Linked DNA regions of Xenopus tropicalis: region 1 is linked to region 2. A link is a contact called in public Hi-C data. All regions are on one chromosome and are shown on one strand. Each heading gives the region's core, a stretch centred on a gene start, on an enhancer-like site or on the middle of the called end of the contact. The rest is flanking DNA. Distances are from core to core; before and after follow the strand shown. Region 1 holds the start of slc22a16 (solute carrier family 22 member 16). Region 2 holds the start of rpf2 (ribosome production factor 2 homolog).

The links. Hi-C and Micro-C count contacts between places; a contact is called where the count stands out from the background.
Region 1: a Hi-C map of neurula embryo shows a contact between it and region 2, with 2.4 times the contacts expected there. The contact joins the promoter of slc22a16 here to the promoter of rpf2 in region 2. A contact is called at or near these places in 4 of 5 Hi-C or Micro-C datasets (brain, gastrula embryo, neurula embryo and 1 more).

Annotation. Positions count from the first base shown.
Region 1 is chr5:77,318,262-77,324,137 of UCB_Xtro_10.0, forward strand. slc22a16 (solute carrier family 22 member 16) reads left to right here and starts at 4,617. Exons shown (of 8, transcript XM_002936935.3): 1 at 4,617-4,889. The coding sequence starts at 4,852.
Region 2 is chr5:77,119,813-77,125,037 of UCB_Xtro_10.0, forward strand. rpf2 (ribosome production factor 2 homolog) reads right to left here and starts at 1,333. Exons shown (of 10, transcript NM_001008430.3): 1 at 1,225-1,333; 2 at 890-1,022. The coding sequence starts at 1,247.

The sequences.
Region 1 (5,876 bases), core at 3,367-5,866, 200 kb after region 2:
AAAAAAACTGTACCTTGTACTTAATCCTGACTAAGCTGCATGAACAAATATTGGTGGCAAAACAACCCTATTGTTTTTTTTTAAGGAACAGTAACACCAGAAAATGAAAGTGTATAAAAGTAATTACAATTTAATGTACTGTTGCCCTGCATTGCTACAACTGGTGTGTTTGCCTCAGAAAGACTACTATAGTTTATATAAGTAAGCTGCTGTGTAGCCATGGGGGCAGCCATTCAAAGGAGAAAAGGCACAGGTTACTTAGCAGACAACAGATAAAGCCCCATTATATGGGGCTTATCTACTAGTTACCTGCTATGTAACCTGTGCCTTTTCTCCTTTTTTCCAGCTTGAATGGCTGCCCCCATGGCTACACAGCAGCTTATTTATATAGTAGCTTTTCTGTAGCAAAAACACCAGTTTTTTGCAGAGCAACAGCACATTATATTTTATTTACTTTAAAACACTTTAATTTTTTGATGTTACTGTTCCTTTAAAGTTTAAATGATTTTTAGCTGACTTAAGGTATGGTGATCAAATTAAAAAAGATTCCTAATACAAAAAACTCAAAAAAAAATGTCCCAAGCATTCCAGATAATAGATCTTATACCTGCAATATAATATCAATGTTTCAATCTCAGATTTTGTACCCAAACATGGCTAACTGCCTGCCTGGCTAATTAATAATGGCCAATGTAAAAGCAGTAGTGGTTTACACTTTAACAGAAGAATCTAAAAATAATAAACTTAATAAGTCAAATTATTATGGTCCATTGATAAACCAAACTCTGCTACAGAATTCAAAACATTTCATCATATTGTTAAAGGCCTAATATATTTTTAAATGGAGTTAGTGCTGTCCTACATAGATTCTATAGAAGTTCTACAGCCCCATATGAACATAAGACCCTGCTGTGCAAAATTGGTTGCATATTTTATGTTAACCTGGAACCAATTTTTTCTTTACACCCCATCTCATGATCTGATGCCAATGTTTCATTGTGATTCTCTAGAAGTCCTGATACTGTTTCTTGGAAAGGATTACTTCTCAGCATTTTGGCATTTTGCAGATACCAATAAATTTTTGCCTGGGACTTAATGTGTTTGAATCTGTAAGTACTTCTACGCTTTTCATGGTTATTTTTTGAAAGAGTAATCACTTTGTGGTGACCCCCCACTCATAAAATTATTCCTAAAACCATCGGGAATATGTGTTTTCCGATGGATTTAGGCGACCCCTGTGAAAGAGTTGTTTGACCCCCAAAGGGGTCCCGACCCACAGGTTGAGAACCGCTGCCCTATAGCACTTTTGACTTTCAGAGTGGGCAAAACTGGTGACAGGCAAAATATTACCACTGTTAAGAGTTTAAATGGGGTAGAGGTGGTCCAGAAAATAGATAATATGTAAATATAGACCTTTAAAGTGGACCTGTCATCCAGACATAAAAAGCTGTATAATAAAAGCCCTTTTCAAATTAAACAAGAAACCCAAAATCATGTTTTTATTACCACATCCATACCCATTATAAAAGCATTTTAAAATCCCAGCTGTCTGCCCACCTCTATGCCTTAGGCATAGAGGTGGGGCAGACAGTTACTTTCACTTTCAATTCAGAACTTCTTAGATGTTGCTGCACTCCTCACACTCCCCCTCCCTCCTCACCATCTCATTGTGTAACCAGTGCATGGACATGGGCCTCAGGTCCCCCCATACTGGCACAAAAAAAAGTTATTGGCAGGATGCAATGCCTGCTTTGATAACAGTGTCCACAAAATGGCCCCTGCCTGCTTGCTGCAATTGTGAATTCCAAGGCTGAAGAAAATAAGATTAAAATAATTTATACAGTGTAAGTAAAGTTTATTTTGCTTGCCAAACACAATAGGAAACAATTTGAAATTATTTCTTAAGGTGACAGGTCCGCTTTAAATGCCAATACATGCATATTGTTGAAGAAATTTCAGGAAATGTTTAAGTATGGCAGATGCAAATTCAGCATTTGCTCTGGGGCTGTGATCCATTATTGTATGTACAATTGTACTACAGCTAAAGGAGAAGGAAATGTAAAAACTAAGTAAGCTTTATCAGAAAGGTCTGTGTAAATACAGCCATAAGCACTCCCAGAAATGCTGCACTGAGTCCTGTATCAAAAGAAACACAGGATTTCTTGTCTCTTTTTTGTAAACATGATGTTCCACTGTCTGACTCCTTCTCTCAGATACATCCTTAATTCCTGCGGCCCGAGTCTGTGCAGTTCTCTTCTCTCTCCCCTCTCCTGCTTCCCCCTCCCACTAGAATGCTAAGTACTCCCTCTCCCCTCCCTTAGGAATGTGTGATCTGAGCTATAACAGCTAGACTGAAGGAAGGAAGCTACTTAAAATAGCAGCTGCTATCTTAAGCAAACAGAGAAAGCTTCTAAAGCGGTTTACTCAGGTATGGTAATGGTTTCTGCAGAATAAATATATTATTCTAGGTGGCACTAATATGGCAAATCTATTGCCAGTAAAATGCCAAAATGACTTTCCTTCTCATTTAAAAGGACAGTATGCACCCAAAACACATTTGTTATAATAAAACACAATAAATTTGTTTCATTTTGTCTATTCTGCTAATTAAAAAAAAAATCAATACTTTTTGGCATTATAAAACACTAATTAGAAACTGTTTTTTTTTCTACTTCCCCTCATTATAAATAGGGCAATGTGTTCTGAATTCCTTATCTGCCTTTGAACAAACAGATCTCTCCCTTCCCTAAAATACAGCCTGTGAGCAGCTCATTATCAGGGGCTTCTTCCCAGTGCACTGGTAATTCCGTTTATCAGCTGCTCCTCTGCTCGTCAGAACCAGGAAGTGACAATGCGGAATGTGAAACTAGTTTAAATTTCTTCTTTAGTGCCAGCAATAACAAAAAAAATAGATTTGTTTTTAAAATTAAAACAATAAGCAAAAAGTATGTTCAGAACGGGCATGTTGACATAGGGTGTAAAATGTTTCATTAAACTAAACTTAAAATGGCATTTAGAATAAGCCATAGTGGGAAGCAATTAGATGTGGTCCTCTTTTTTAATCATTTTAAAGACCACCAAAGTGTCTCTTGCTTTATTTTCAACAACATTATGAAAAACTTAAAATTAAATAATACAGCATAGACCACCCATCTCCCTCCTTCCAAGACTAATGGAAGATAACTGGAAGAAGTTAACAGTTCTCTTCAGCACCTCCTCCCTGTGTTGTAGGTTACAGATACTTAATTATAAGCTTTTTTCATGATGGTCTAGAACCCCTGCGAAATTCTTCCAGTCTGTTCCCTCTACATGTTGGAGAAGTGAGACTGGCGAAGGAGCACTGTCTCATATCTTCTAGAACTGAACAGCCTTAACAAGTTATATGTCAATAGGTAAAGATGTAATCCGGTACATAATAGATACTGTTATCCCTAGGGTTGCCACCTTTTTTTGGAAAAAAATACTGGACTCCCTATATTTTTATGTTTTTTTTCCCATTAATAACATTGGCATTAAGCATCATTTTTACCAGTCATATAGTCACATACCTATACGTAACCATCCCCCCTCCCTGCAAAAAAAAAAACCTTGGAGGGGCCCAGCATGAGCATCTATCTCTACCTGGCCCCACCTCCACATACCAACGTGCTTGCCAGTCCCTTGTGTTCCCCACTCTCTGCATCTGGGAAAGGGGGATTTCTATAGAGGAAGCAGATCTCATAGTCCAGGTTCCCCTGCCCCAAGGCCCAAATTTGTGGCAAGGCCCTGCCGCACAGGAATATGTTTTGCCCACATATGGAGCAATGGGGAGAGGACACACTTTAGCACGTCCTCTCCCCACTGCTCTGTATGAGTTAAGTGGCGGACTCGGAGCTCCCTATTCAGAAATCCAGCCCTGCCCGCCCCCCCCCAATGTCTGACACTTGCAATTCGAGCACAACACACAAAACTATATTCGAAAGAGGTTTTACTGGACCAGCTTTAAAGAATCTGAACATTACCGAAATCTGATAGTGAGTGACAGAAAACCTCTGGGCCTACCTATATAAACTGTGACATACCCTCACTGGCACAATTATAGAGTTATGGCTCTGTGGATCCTCAGATGAGAATTAAGTTACTCACTTGCCCTTGGAGATGGTGGGGATCCTCTGGCACCCATCATGCCCAACACCTCTCTCCTCAGGAAGGTTCCAAGACTTTGTAGAGTCCCAATTAGGAATTAAGACTTCATACACCTGCCTGGATAAAACAAATATAGCGTTTTTGTTTTTTTGTTGTTCATTGTTTTTGCCAACATGTTTTATGTCTGAGGCTTGCAAAAATAGCCTCCCTGGAGTACCCCTTGCACAGCATATTTACTTTCAGAAACATGCCAGGGTCTGTACATAGTATTTTCAGTAGCAAATACTGTGCATTTTTTTCTCCACTGTGAAGTGTTTATAATGAAAGAAGTGAGCAATGGCAGCACAGATAAACAGGCATTATTTAGGAAGGCTGTATGCTGAGCTAGGGTCTCGTTTCTTCTGGATACCAACAAGTACAGCACAAGTCTGACTGCTCCGTTACACAGATACTCTTACACAGATATGAGCACACACTAGGAACACACATCTATTTACACAATCTGCCCTTATTCAGGTTTCACAGACGCATGCGACACAATGCTGTACACAATGTACTTTTCTTTAAGCAGAAAAAAAAATGAGTAAAAGTTCACGCAACAACAAGGCAGGAGTTTCAGCACAGCTTGGCACTAGCAGCATGCCAAGCTCGAATGCCTGAAAGAAAACACTTTGGGAGGAGACCTTGAGGCAGCAGTGAGACACCAGAGCTGCCAGCAGCCACAGTATGGAGCGCTTATTTGACTATGTGGGACACTTTGGAAGGTAAGGACCCCCAACAGCATGAACTTGCCTTTGATAAAGGGGGACCAGTAGCTGGACAAAACCATAAGAACTTGGGTCCATGGGACAACTGCATCCAGGTTTTCCATGGAAAGCTTAACATGTGGGAGAGAAGGGGATACTTAATATTTCTTTGATTAACCTTTTGTCTCAGCATTATTTATATACTACATATGGGTCTTTGATAAGTCAGTAATGGTCTTAATATAATGTGTTCTCTGTTGTGGTTGTGTTGCTGTACAGGGAGCTGGTATACACTGCCTAATGACACTGTTTTGGGTCCAGAACCATAATTTAGGTAGACCTAGTGCACAGGAATCTGGCAGGCAAGATTTTGTACTAAAAGGTGATGTTCCAAAGGTTTTTTTTTTAATTTAAGGTAAAACATTATATTATAATTCTCCTGGTATACAAACTTTTCTGTAGGGGGTAAATGTGAAAATTGTTAATGTTTCCAGACATCTATTAGAAAGTTTGGCAGTGATGTTTTATATAAGTAAGGCCTGGTTTCTGGCTGGGATAAACAGGGCTTAATTTTGCTCTGGGGGCCCAGGCTTCTTCTACTGGTAACCATAATGCATTCCTACAGCGCATGCAATTTGTGACGCATATATCTTACAGCACACCTGCTTCTATGCTGGACTTCTAATAAAAACAACACACTGAGAGTAAAGGTGGCCATACACGCACCGATATTATCGTACGAAACCTCGTTTCGTACGATAATCGGTGCGTGTATGGCATGTCAGCGAGCCGACCGATATCGCAGGAAGCTGCTGAAATCGGTCGGCTCGCCGATCGGCCAAGTTAGAAAATTTTGATCGGGCGCCATAGAAGGCGCCTGACCAAAATTCTCCCTTCAGAGCTGAATCGGCAGAAGGAGGTAGAAATCCTATTGTTTCTACCTCCTTACCTGCCGATTCAGCCCTGAATGGTGTGTGGCGGATCTGACGATGTTTCGTGCGACCG
Region 2 (5,225 bases), core at 83-2,582:
TATGAAGCTGACCTGCATGCTCACAAACTAACTGAACAGTTATGTCCCATGTGGCTCCCCTAAAGTCACTGACTAAGAGGTTAGAGAGCTAAAAGCAGGAAGTACTGTTTGGCTATTATGTCAGGCATCTGCTACTCAAGTCTTTGCAGATGACATTTTTGGCTAACAATATTGCAAATATTTTTTTTATTTTGTGCAATCTATCCATTTTATCCAGTTTCATTTTTACACTGAACTGTTCCTTTAAGGTCAGTATGGGTAGTATGGGGCCCTCTGACTGGCCTATCTATCCAAAAATCTGCCAGACGTCAACTGGGCAGGTTGGAGTTTTTTGTTGGATTGAGAGCTACATCTGTGTGTTCATGCAATTCTCATTCTGATTTTCTGCATAGCAGCAATTATGAACATTGCTGAATAGATCTTCTTTACATGTATGACCAGCTTTACATGCAACTAGGTCAGTTGTTCTCAAAATCCATTCACCCAGGTTTTCCATAGTCAACACCTAAGCTTCAAAATAAGGCTTACAGTGATCACAAACTAAAATTTGACACCTGGATATGCAAGATTTACTCTTTCCTTTTTCTACCTTTAGTACAATAACCTTTATCCTAGCCATGCCATAGTACGGCCTCTGTGTTCTTCTGCCCCCACTCCTCTTTATGAATAATATGCTATGCGCAAGGGTAATACAGAACTAGTTAGCAGCATTAAGGAACACCTTCAGCACCCTTTCATGGGATGGCACAGAGGCACTGGGCTACCCATACATACATAATAAGCAATAATACCATTACATTAAAAGGGGCTATATTTGCAGAAGAATACTATATAGAGGTGCAACCTAAATGGCACTGACATAAGAAAGCCGAGTATAACGTGTACTTACAATATCTTTTAGTGCTTGTGTGACTGTATTATTAGCATTGCCTCCTTTGATGAGCATGGCATTTTTGATATTCTCGTTGAGCTTAGGCTCCCTGTGTTCCTGAAATCTCTTTGACCTCTTTGTTTTCGGTTTGCTGGTGATGAAGATATAAACAAGTACCATTAATAAATAACGATGCATAATCACTGCAATGTAAACACGTAAATAAACCCCTACGTGTGTCTGGGAGAGAGAGAGAGGTGTGTTATCTGGGTCTGATTTCCTCTATAAATCATGTACCTTTCCCATTTTGTGAAAATCCCATACTGATTTACTCCAACCAAATTCCAACTTACACCACACGATCCAGTCCAGACATTTTTCGCAGATCGCCAAACCCACGTGGAGTTCTAGTTCCGGTAGCTGCTAGTTTCTACTGCCGATTCGGCCCCCGGTGACGTCATTGGCAAGGGACGCACGGCGTCATCGTCACGTGGTGTATATAAGTTCTAGCTAAAGGCGCGAGTCCATGTTACGCCGAGCCGGTGAGGTACCGTGTGGGTCATAGATACAGAGCTCTGCGGAGTCTCTCTCATGTGTGTTGCGAGTATTGGGTGGGGCAGCCCTGAGAGGGTTGGTGGGGCCGCTGGGAGAATTGGGTGGGGCAGCCCTGAGAGGGTTGGTGGGGTCACTGGGAGTATTTGGTGGGGCAGCCCTGAGAGGGTGAGTGTTATATGAGAGGCATATATAAAAATTAAGAATGTACCAGTGAATTAAACTCCGCTAAACATAGAAGCATTATGTTTCCTACTGATTTATTGAGATATTATTGCAGAACCCTACTAGTCCCGCTCATCTGTTCCACTTCCTGCTGGCTAAATTCTCTGGATGTGCAGGGGAGCCCTTGCACTGTAGGATAGGAACCAATCAGCAGCGCTAGGCTGACCTGATAGGGAACTGAAGCATGTCTTTGTTTTTATGACTGCAGGGCTGTGATTGGCTCTCCCCCTCCTACTGTGCTTCTGGCAGAGACCATTAGGACACGCCAACCCTTCATTTGAAACACTGACAGAGACCTGAGAGGATCTATACAGAGCTCCAATAATGGGGCCATTTTTGCAGACAGTATTCAATTTAAGGCCAAAGTGAAACCAGCACCATATATCGTAATTGCTTACAAAATTAGGGTTTTTTCCATTTATGCAATATGTCTCCTTTAAGCAGAAATTCACTGTAAGCTTCTTAGGTGAACAACATTTGATTGCGCTTGTGCTTAATTTCCAGTGTGGGTGACAAAAAGTTTCCTTCCCACCATTATCTGGCTTTTAGTATTTCTTGTAGTGGAATTGGAAGTGCTTTCATTTTGCATCTTCCTGGTGCAATTGAGTAAGTAAAAGGTATTTAGGGAGTTAGTTTAAGGAAAGCTAAAATCATCATATTTATTGTCTTTATAGAATATGTAAACCTAAAAACACAAGCACGTTTGCAATTGCCAGGGTTCTCTAGTTTACAAAAGGGGAACCACCACATGCTCTGTCTTTTTAGGCCCTCACTTGCTGGATGAAGGAGTGTTAGGGTTGCCACCTGGGCAGTATAAACAATCCCTGATGCTGATGTTATTAAGAGGGAAAAAGGTTAGACCATAGCTAAAAGGCCTGTGTAGATAGGTTCCAGTAGGTGAAGTATGTGCCAGGAAAGAGTTGTAATAGCTCACTCTAGGGGGCCGATTCATTAAAACACGAGTTTGAATCTTTAATGGGACAAATTCGGATTGGATACGATAATTTCTGAAGATCGCAAAAATCAAAAAAATGCTTACGAAAAAATAGTTTTAATCACGATAATATCGTATTGGCGATCCGAAAGTCACGAAATTTTCATACTGAACGATCGTAAAATGCAGGAAAACCTTTTTATCCTTCTGTGCATGATTTTGGAAGCCTCCCATAGGAACTAATGGCACTCTGCAGCTCCAACCTGGCCCAAGGAAAGTCACGATACCAAAGCTTGAAGGAATCCGAAACTTTCATACTTTCGTCGCGAAAATTTTGACACACAGTACAAAAAAGTTGTGAGAGCGACGAAAAAGTTGCGCTAGGTACGAAATTGTCGCAAAAAACACGATTACGAACACGATGGAAAAAAAATGCATTTGGAGCATTCATGTGTTAATATATTTCCCCATAGGAGTGAGAGGCAGGATCGGAGTAGTTAGTAGAGCAGTCAGAGGCTTCAAAGAAGAGGCTAGTTGGGTTAGTACACTATATTGTCAATGCCACTGGTATAGGGACTGAAGTGGTTAGGTTCAGGAATAGAGAGCTTCCTGCAAGTAATACAACACTGGGGACTGTTTCACCAAGGCAGTAAGTACTACCTCTGGGTGTTGCAAACACTATGCCTGTATTCATGTGAATATGTGAATAACAACTGATGTGAGAAAATATCCGCACCCATGAGAGATTGTGTAACATATGTCCAATAAAGAGTTATCATTTTATTGTAAGAATCACTGGCACCCGAGTTATTTAGAACATCTGTTGTGTGGTGGGATACAGCATGGATTACCCACTCCAACAGTAAAGGTCCCCATACACGGGCCGATTATAGCTGCCGATATCGGTCCCTTGGACCGATTTAGCAGCTAATCGGCCCGTGTATGGGCAGAACCGAGCGGCCTGGCCGACCGATATCTGGCCTGAAATTGGCCAGATCTCGATCAGCCAGGTTAGAAAATCCAGTCGGATCGGGGACCGCATCGGCTCGTTGATGCGGTCCCCGAACCGACTGCCCCGTAGGTGAGGATATCGGGTGAAGATCCGATCGCTTGGCGACATCGCCAAGCAAGCGGATCTTATAGTGTATGGGCACCTTAAAGCGAGCGCCCACCTGGGAGAAGAGTCGCATGTAATATGTGCCCTACTGGGAGTTGCTTGTAGTTTAGATAAACTTGGCTGGACTAGGGTATACCATCTGGGTTATTTAAAATCTTAGAAACACCTATATACATGAATACCTATTTACATAAATGAAAACAGAGACCTCTTTTGATGTTACTCTGCTTTTGAAATTGATGAGGAAGGTAATCTGTCCCCAGTAGCATATTATGCATGCAGTAAATGAGTGTTATTATGCCTAGTGTACATACTTTGATGCCCAGGCCTTTTTTTGTGGAGAGGCAGTGAGTACTACTTCCTGATGTTGCAAACACTATGCCTGTATTTGTGTTGGTGGGTAGATGGGTGTTATATCTACGTACAAAATTTTTGGGCGATAAATAATCCTTAAGATACTTGACTGAAAAAAGCGTGGTTGAAGCAGAGTCTGAGCATTTTAGCATTCTTGTAGCTTGTAGTTAAACGTCCAGAAGGAAGTCGCCTCTACTTTCACCGTTAACTTTAAGTATGCTTGATTCAAATGAGGAGGCTCACCCCTCTAGGATCCATAAATCACTTCAATACAGATAAAAAACAAATTCTTCATTGTGCTGAATGAGAATTGCTGCAGATAAAACAGGAATCGTGGCAATTTCTATGCAATGAAGCGGAACCCTTATACACTCATGTCATTTAGTATACATATACATTTAGTACTGAAGTCAGCCTGCAGGTGGCAGTTATGGACTTCGAAACAATTATAAACAAACAAAAGCTGAGAAGAAAAAGGGATAATTACTAATGAAAAGTGGCATTTCTATCTCAGTTGCTGTGTTTTTAGCCTTTTATGTAAGTTCAGTGAAAATATTATGTAGCTAGGCAAAAGCAGCAGTTTCATTTCAATTTGTTCTTGTTAGTATCACTAATGTGACTGAATAAGCACATAGAGGGGAAGGATAAGATAGGGAAAGGGTTCAGAAAATGGCAGAACGAAAGGAAACCAATTCCTTTCAGATACCTTTTGCCAGTCATTTTAAGGCCATTGTCAGTGTAGGGTTGGCATTAGAAAGCAGGGCTGTGGAGTCGGTAGATAAATTCTCAGACTCCGACTCCTCAGTTTCTGATACTTCCGACTCAACGACTCCGACTCCTCTGTTTTTAATATGCTAATGCAGTGCTGTCCAACTGGCGGCCCCCCTCTGTGTGGCCCCCCACCTGTCTGGCTGCTTTGATGGTTTACCCTTGTGTAAATTTTAAGTGGTATCAGTACTAAGATTAACTGCATGGTTCTCACCTCAGATTCAGGCTGTAATCCCTCTGTATTGTTTAAACATCTAATCCCCTGTACTGTTCACACTTTTTAATCTATGCATTGTTCACCCCCTGCATTGTTCACACCTGCTCAGGCTGTAATCACCCACATTGTTCATCTGTTCACACCTCAGCCATTGTATGTACTGCCTGGACCATGCTGCCTGTGTGTA